Regions from separate parts of the Mus musculus genome. Here all the other regions are linked to region 2. The links are chromatin contacts, called in public Hi-C and promoter capture Hi-C maps. All regions are on one chromosome and are shown on one strand. The core of a region is the stretch at or near the end of the contact, and the rest is flanking DNA. Distances in the headings are between cores, read along the strand shown. Region 1 holds the start of Atp5pb (ATP synthase peripheral stalk-membrane subunit b). Region 2 holds the start of Prmt6 (protein arginine N-methyltransferase 6). Region 3 holds the start of Dram2 (DNA-damage regulated autophagy modulator 2).

Evidence for each region. Promoter capture Hi-C pulls out the DNA fragments that hold promoters and counts their contacts. Hi-C and Micro-C count contacts between places; a contact is called where the count stands out from the background.
Region 1: a contact with region 2 is called in a promoter capture Hi-C map of liver, with 3 times the contacts expected there. The contact joins the promoter of Atp5pb here to the promoter of Prmt6 in region 2. A contact is called at or near these places in 1 of 39 promoter capture datasets (liver) and 1 of 484 Hi-C or Micro-C datasets (muscle stem cells).
Region 3: a contact with region 2 is called in a Hi-C map of uterus, with 7 times the contacts expected there. The contact joins the promoter of Dram2 here to the promoter of Prmt6 in region 2. A contact is called at or near these places in 1 of 39 promoter capture datasets (pre-B cells) and 1 of 484 Hi-C or Micro-C datasets (uterus).

What each region holds. Positions count from the first base shown.
Region 1 is chr3:105,957,919-105,960,618 of GRCm38.p6, forward strand. It overlaps Atp5pb (ATP synthase peripheral stalk-membrane subunit b), which reads right to left and starts at 1,345. Exons shown (of 7, transcript NM_009725.5): 1 at 1,230-1,345; 2 at 944-980. The coding sequence starts at 1,269. Wdr77 (WD repeat domain 77) reads left to right here and starts at 1,580. Exons shown (of 10, transcript NM_027432.3): 1 at 1,580-1,780; 2 at 2,035-2,220. The coding sequence starts at 1,666.
Region 2 is chr3:110,249,671-110,252,370 of GRCm38.p6, forward strand. It overlaps Prmt6 (protein arginine N-methyltransferase 6), which reads right to left and starts at 1,329. Exons shown (of 1, transcript NM_178891.5): 1 at 1-1,329. The coding sequence starts at 1,301. The coding sequence ends at 165.
Region 3 is chr3:106,546,427-106,549,126 of GRCm38.p6, forward strand. Dram2 (DNA-damage regulated autophagy modulator 2) reads left to right here and starts at 1,372. Exons shown (of 9, transcript NM_026013.3): 1 at 1,372-1,494. Cept1 (choline/ethanolaminephosphotransferase 1) reads right to left here and starts at 1,376. Exons shown (of 9, transcript NM_133869.4): 1 at 1,254-1,376.

The DNA.
Region 1 (2,700 bases), core at 95-2,594, 4.3 Mb before region 2:
GACGGTCAAGAGTGCTTACTGCTCTTCACAGGACCAGATTTGGTTCCCAGAACCTATGCTGGGCTGCCCACAGCAACCTCTAACTCCAGCTGCAGATCTAATACCTTTTTCTCTGCCTCTGCAAGCACACACGCACACAAAAATAAAATTATTAAAAAAAAAAAAAAGAGTTTGACATTCTTTGGAGAAAGCAGGGCTGGCATTAACAGTACATAAAAAAAGACCCAAGACACAGATGAGGTTAATTCAGGTTTTCTTGGTTTTGCTATGTTTAGATTTTATTGCAATAGGGATATGAGCTCTGAAGGGTTTTAAGTGGGGGGAACTGCCAAGATCTCTCTGCTACATTGAGAATGGACTGTATTGGGATAAAAACAGATGTTAAGACTGAAAGCCTAGTGAAATTGTCCATTTCAGAACTGTGGGCAGCGGCTTCATGCTGTAACAATGGTAGTGAAAGTAGTCAGACTCAAAGCATCCTCACGAGTTGAGTCTTACTGACGGATTAGAGGATGGAGCTACTGTGTAGCTGTCTCTAGGACTAGGGTTGTTACTGTGATCTCCACAAAGTTATCCACTGTCACATTATGTGATCATCAACACAAGCATTTACGAAGCCATATGTGTTTTCGGCCTCCTGATATGGTTAATAAAAGATGGAAATCTGGAAGACACCCAAAACAATAGGTTTTATTTTGCTGTATTTAACCAGATCTGTCCTTGGGGGTAAGTAAGCCAGTAACTTGGTTGTGTGTCGCTGAAGGTCACAACGAGGGGTGAGCCTCTCTTTGGTGTTTGTCAGAGGAAGGAACAGGATCATGTTCAAGGCAATTAGAAGAACAAACGTCCGAATGAGTATGCAAGCTGGCTAACGTGAAGGAAAACAGCAATTTTTGGCTTGACGCTAGGAAATGGAAAGAGAATAAGACGTGGTGACACTCACCCTGGACCTAGGGCGGCCGCGTTCTTCAGACACGGGGCTGGAAATACACAAGACGGAGGTTAGCAAAGTCAAGGAGAAATCGCGTTTCTACCTTCCCGGGTGTCGGCCCTGGCATCCGTCTCTGCCGCGCCCTGAGATGCTGGGCGGCCCGGGAGCTCTCCAGATCGCTCCCGTGGGTGAGCTCGGGCCCAAACGCCGCAGTCCGTCCTCTACCCGCTTCCCGCCTCCCCGGCCTGGCTTCTTCCTAGTCACCCTGCTACGCTAACCTAGGCTCTACGTCTCTCACCCGCTGTGGCGGCAGCAGAAAGCACCACCCGGGACAGCATTGTCTGCGAAGAGCGGGACAGCGGGCTCCGTGTCCCTGTGACCCCGACCCGAGCCTGTCAGGGGCAGGAGCAAGATGGCCGCTCGCACATCTCGCGAGAAGAGATCAGCTCGCTTTTTCTCGGAAGTTCTCGGCTTTTTCCCCGCCCCCTCCCCACTATCGCGAGAAGAGGAGAAAAAATGGGTGGGGCTGAGGGAGGGAAACAAACAAAATCCCGCTGCGGGGACAGGAGACGGAAAAGCAGGCTGGAAGGGTAGACACAATTCTCGCGAGAAGTAGAGCGAATTCCCTCGGAGAGGGGCGGTTGCGCAGAGGTACACCACGTGTGCGGTCCCTCCGGCGCCGAGTCAGGGTCTCTCGTCGAGTCTGGGTCTAGGTTAGATTTGGAATCGTGGAGATGCGGAAGGACACCCCTCCTCCGCTCGTGCCCCCGGCGGCCCGCGAGTGGAACCTGCCCCCCAATGCGCCCGCATGCATGGAACGTCAATTGGAGGCTGCACGGTACCGGTCTGGTGAGCCGAGATCCCGGGGCCTGGAAGCCCCTTTACCCCCAGTCTCGGGTGCCCTCTCCCGGTGCTGACCCTCTCGAGTCCTCCCAGCGCCGTGTGGCCCTCCTCGGCCATACCTGGCGTCCTGGCCCTGCCCCAGCTCAGCTCCACAAATCCGATCTCAGATTCAGACTGGTCCCGCCACGGGGTTCTGTGAGGTTACCATAGAAACAAGGCCTTCCATCTGACACCTTATAACTTTGCTCTCCCCACCGTAGATGGTTCCCTTCTGCTCGGGGTCTCCAGCCTGAGTGGTCGCTGCTGGGTAGGTTCTCTGTGGTTTTTCAAGGATCCTAGTGCGGCCCCCAACGAAGGTTTCTGCTCTGCTGGCGTCCAGACCGAGGCTGGAGTAGCTGACCTCACTTGGGTGGGGGACAAAGGTATCCTAGTGGCTTCTGATTCAGGTGAGTGATCCCCCTCCCCTGGAATTGAAGAGTTGGGTACAGGGTAGGATGGGAAAAGGTGTTTTATTATTTAGAAGCAGGGTTGTTTACCTTATTGGCTTGGCTGTCCCAGAAACTAAGTAGACCAGGCTGGCCTTGAACTCACAGAAGTCTTCCTCTGTGCTGTAATTAAAGACGTGTGCCACCGTGCCTAGCCTCCTGTTTTCTTTTGCTGTTGTGTTTGCTATGTGCTGTGAATTGACTCACCTTGCTAGGCAACTGCTCTGTCACTGGACAGTCCTTAATCCCACCTTTCTTTGAGTGTCAGGCTGAGAAATGTAGGCTTTGGCATTAAAAAAGACAAAGAAATGAAGTTGGTAGGTGATGGAGGGTAAATGTTGGACAAGCTAGGGATGAATATAGTCAGACTACATTGTATGCGTGTATGGAGTTCTCAGAATTAAGCAGATTAAAGAAAGTCAGAATTTATATAAGTTGGTG
Region 2 (2,700 bases), core at 79-2,578:
GGTCAGGGATGCTCACTTTTAAAATAAACACTGCCAGAAGAATGTCCTCAAATGAAGACTGGAGCGGTGAGGTAAAAGAGACAGCTATGTCCCCAACTTGCATAGGCGATCTCCCTTTCTCTTCGGACCTTCCGAAGAAGGTGGAGGGGGAGAAAAGGCAACGCTCAGTCCTCCATGGCAAAGTCTTTGGTCTTTTCCTCATGGTCTCCCACTTTGTAGCGCAGAAGTATGCGCAGACGCCGGGGGTTGTCCGGGGAGGGCAGCAGGGTGATCTCTCCGGAAATGTCCGTATCTTGTTCCACCGGCACCGGCTCGTTCAAGTAGAGGAGCGCCTGCTTCCAGTGGGTGGCCGGGTGAAAAGGCGAGGTGGACAGCACCAGAGGTTTCTCCGAGTCCCCTCCGGGAAAGGTCACTTGAAACCAGACGGCGAAACCATGTAGAGGCGCGGAACCATAGCAGCTGCAGCGGAAGCGCCCGCCCACACCAGCCTCCAGCTCCTGCTCCAGGCCGGCTCGGGCCAGCTCGAGCTGGGCAAAGCGCTGCGGCCGGGCCAGCACGTCCTCTCCGGACAGATCCTGCACCACGATCTCCGAATGGCCCATGAGGCAGCGCGTGGCGAAGCTCTCCATGCAGCTCATATCCACGCCATAGTGCTGCTTCACCTGGCTCCAGAAACCCAGACGCCACTCGAGCATCTGGTCGCTAATCGGGGCCACGAAGAGCTCCGCGGAAGCTGGCAGGAGGAGACCGCCCTCCTTCAGCCATTTGGTCCGCGCGTGGAGCACGGAGCTCAGCATGGACTCGTGCAGAAGTCCGTAGCCCATCCACTCGCTGACGATGGCGTCCACTCGCTCCGGCAGCTCCACGGTCTCCACCGGGCCCGGCAGGACGTGCACGCGGTCCTCCAACCCGTTGAGCCGCACCACCTCCCGGGCCTGTTGCCAGATGGCGCTGGCCTCCACCGCGTACACGCGCCGTGCCCCGGCCTGGGCACAGAAGATGCTGAGAATGCCGGTGCCCGCGCCCACGTCCAGCACCGTCTTGCCTCGCAGCGCGGCCCAGTTCTTCAGGATGCCTAAGCGGTAGGCTTCGGTGCGGACCTGGTCGGCGATCATCTCCTCGTGGACCGAGACGTCGGAGTAGCACTCGTAGTACAGCTGGTCCCGCTCGCTCTTGGTCCTCCGGGGTCGTGGCGGGGCCGCCTCCTGCTCCCCGCCATTTTCCTCCTCGGCTCCCTCCCCTCCGGCGCCGGCGCCTCCGCTGTCCCCCGACTCAAGCTTTCTTTTCTTGCTCAGCGACATCTTGGCCCCGGCAGCCGACCCCCAGCATTCGTTGCGCGGTGCGGTGCGCAGGCTCAGAGTCCCCGGGGCCTGCTGGGATTCGTAGTCCGCTTCCTGCATCCCGCTTCCTGAGGGCAGAGGCTCAACCAGAGTCAATCTTGGCACACCGTTATTTTCCTCTAACGCCATGACAAGTTGTTCTCTAAGACCACACTATTTTCCCGAGATCCTTTCAGTTTTTGCCCTTTCCTTTTACCCCTTGTCAGGGTTCTCTAGAGTCACAGAACGTATGGGTAGCCTCTGTAGAGTAAGAGAATTTGTTGATGACTTACAATCTGTAGTCCCCAAAGATGGTCAGCAGCAGCTGTGAATGAAAATCCAAGGATCTAGCAGCTGCTCAGTCCCACACGGCGTCCTGGCAGAAAAAGTGAGTTTTCCTTCTTCCAGTGACCTTATGTAGGCCTCCCGCAGGTGTGTCCCAGAATAAAGGTGTGTATCACCACTTCCGGATCTGGGACTTCCTTTTCCCAGGCTGACCTTGAGCTTTTGTCTCAAGTTTCCTGGGATTAAAGGCATGTACTACCTTGCCTGAGGCTAAACTTTTCATGGCCATATGCCTCAAGATCTTCCTGCCAAGGCCGGGCGTGGTGGCTCACGCCTTTAAACCCAACACTTGGGAGGCAGAGGCAGGCGAATTTCTGAGTTCGAGGCCAGCCTGGTCTACAGAGTGAGTTCTAATACAGCCAAGGCTACACAGAGAAACCCTGCCTCAAAGAAAAAATAAACAAACAAAAAAACCTCCACTCGGTTCAAGTCAGAAACCTGTGTCTTTCAGCCTCAAGATCACAGGTGAGTGAGCCTTCCAATTCTGGACTGTAGTTCACTCCAGATATAGTCTAGTTGATGATAGCCAGGAATAGTCACTACACTCATTTTTACACATTCTTGATGTAGGCACACCACTTACAGCTACAAGTCTATGTTTCCCTCACAGGACCTCCCCCGCCCCCCACTACTGAATTATGTGGCACAGTTCTTGTCCCTTCTCTGACAGTTGTAACTCACCAAACTCTCTGTTCTAACCAGAGTTAGGATACAAAGAATATGTATGACGCAAAGTGAAAACCAAATAATACAAGATCTTGATTCTGAGTCCAAAGTGATCCCTGAGGTACGTTAAGCTCCAGGGCAAATACTGAAGAAGTGCTGTGGCCATGAAATGTATCAGCCACCACTGTGTCTCTGGAGAATAGTTTACTTGGTCTTGAGTCCTGTTCTGAAACTTCTGTAGTTCAAACTAAAGAACAATTAACATCAAGGGTATGATATTCTCAAACCCATTTCCAGTGTCTTTGGTGACCAGCTTATATATACACATACATACACTTAAATCTATGTATCTGTGTAAAAACACTTGCTT
Region 3 (2,700 bases), core at 122-2,621, 3.7 Mb before region 2:
AACAGCCAAGGATACATAGTGAAACTTTGTCTAGAAAAAAAACCCAACCAACCATAAAAAAAAGAAGAAAAGAAGAAAAGAAGAAGAAGAAGAAGAAGAAGAAGAAGAAGAAGAAGAAGAAGAAGAAGAAAGCAAAATGTAGTTTAGAAAAGAAAGTGCTATGCAATAAAATGTAATTGGTAATGTGAGAGTCAGATTTACCTACTTCGTTTCTTAAAAGGAAGGGTTGTGTCTTTATGACCAGCTGTACAGGGACTTCAGTTATTCTCAGCATAGGCTAAATATGTAGCAAAATGATTTTGAAGCTTCAAATCTCATCGAATGCCAATAGTTTTAAATTGGTAATGCTCCAAATGTCTTATACAGTTTCCTTGTGTTTGAGCCAGTCAATTCAACACACATTCTGAACACATTCCTGACAGTTGTAAAGTAGAAAGGAAATATTCTAACAACTTACAAAGTTCCTATACTCGTTGAAAACTGACTATGAATTTGCCTCCTGCTGCAATAGACGTTGCCTGGTGAGTTAGAGTTTTAGCAATGCCATATATTCAACAGCAATGATACAACATTGGTAAAAACTGGTATCAAAATGCCAAGCATCAAACTGGAAAACTCAAACTCGGTAAAATGTAAAGCTTGAGGTTCAGCCAAGCATTCCTGGGAACACAGGCAAAAACCCCAGCAATCTCCTTCTAAGAACGCGACTGAAATAAAACTCTAGCTGGCAATCTCTGAGCCTGTCAATATGGGTTGAAATTTCTAGAAAAGTTGCCCAACAAGAAGCGTGGCCCGAGCCAGGAAACATCACTAACCGCCTCCCAAAAGGACAGCAAAGACCGCACAGGATGCTGCACGGTTCTTGGACTTGGCAACACCGGGCCAGGAGGGTGTGGACCCGCCAGACAAGGTCGGTTCCGCGAAGCCAGCGCCCCAGCCCTCGGCTCACCGGGGGTTAGCCTGGGGTGCTCCCTCCCACGACCACGGCTCGCATACCGCGCAGGCGCCCCTCCACCTCCGACTCCGGAGCCTTCGGGACTGGCCGTCGCCCCTCGCCGTGCCCACAACCCCGCGCGCGAGGCCACCCAGCGCCAGCAAGGACGGCGTTCCCCTTCAGCTAGTCCGTCCGCAGCTACCCAGTTCTGTCTAGCCCAGAGCCTCCGGCCCTCGCTCCGCTCCTCCCGGGACAAAACCGCCCCGCCACGTCCGCAACATCCCCGCCCCTTCCCTAGGCCGGGCCCCCGCAGCCTTACCCCGAACCCAACAAGCACAAGCCTAGAAATAGCAACTCCGACTCCAGGCGACTGAGTGACTGATAGGCGGCAGCACGTTCACGACACTTTCACGATTGCCGTAAAGAGGGGGGACTCAGAAAAGGTTGAGGCGCGCCTCCGAGCTACTCGGGAGCGCGCCCCGGGGCTCCGCCCAGGCTCCTACAGTGGGCCTGTTCTGCACTTTGAGGCTGGAGCTGGCTGGTCGGGGACAGGAAAGAAGGTGAGTGGGAGGGGGAAAAGTGCCTGGCCTGGCGCTCGGCAGGTTTTCTACTTGGGTGCTGTGTCGAAGTGTGGTTCGCAAGCCAAGAGCGAGGGCACAACGCGAGCCCCCTTGGTCCCACGGGCGCGCGAGCCACGCGAACCTCGGTAGCTTCACCTGGTTCCGTGAACTTCGTGACACCCACGACTAGAGTCGCGAGCCAGCTCCGGGAACCCACGAATCACGGGAGATGACAACTAGGCTGAGGTCTCCGCGTCCTACTTTTTCTCTTCTTTAGTACCTCTACCACCACTTCATCCCAAGCGATGCGTCGTGCCAAGCATGGTGTCCCTTATATTTTTCTGGTGCCAGGGACAGTGAAACTCTTGTACTACAAGACTTAGGAGTGTGTGTGCAAGGGGTTGCTTTTGTTGAATCAACTAAGGAAACCTTTGCCCTAATACCCTTTGTCATCCCTGTGCCCTTATTTCTACTTGGTTGGGGCTGAGGAAGTTCAAAACTGAGACCAGTGGTGACCTTGTGTTTACACAGAGCTCTGTCTCCACCCCATGATTGTGTTTCAAAGGGAGTGGTCCCTAGTTGAAAGGAAATCACAAGTCCTGGGAATCCTAACAGCTGCTTTCCTTTGTAAAGCACTGAGACAGGAATAAGTTTTCCAGCTTTCCCAATTTTAATTTACATACCGAATGCAACATTTTTTTAATCTATCGGGGCTGCGTTATCAAATTTTAATTTATTGGCAGTGAAACTAGATGCTTTGAGATTAGCCATTGGAAAATGTTACATTTGTCAAGAGGCCATATTAGAATTTAGGAAAATAGTCCTTGTTATGCTTTGTTTGTGGCCTGATATTTCTATTCGCCTCTGAAAAAAACCTGGGGCCACCTGTTCATTCACTTGGAACATCCAGAGTTTACACTTTTGTTATTCTTTAGTTATTACCACTTAGAAGAGACAACATTAAAAAGGTTCTTTTTATTACCAGTGGCTTTTAAATGCTTATGAAAATAAAAAATGTAACTGGATTTCTGACTCATGGAGCTTCAAAGTAAGCAGAGGAGATGGGTAAGAGATGCAAAAAAATTTGTTAAATATCCTTACTGTTGTGTGAAGTTTTCTTATATATTTTTAAGTCATCTTAAAGCTTTCTTTTTTGGTTCTGGAAATTGAACTTAAGGCCTCTTGTTTGCTATGCAAACACTCTTT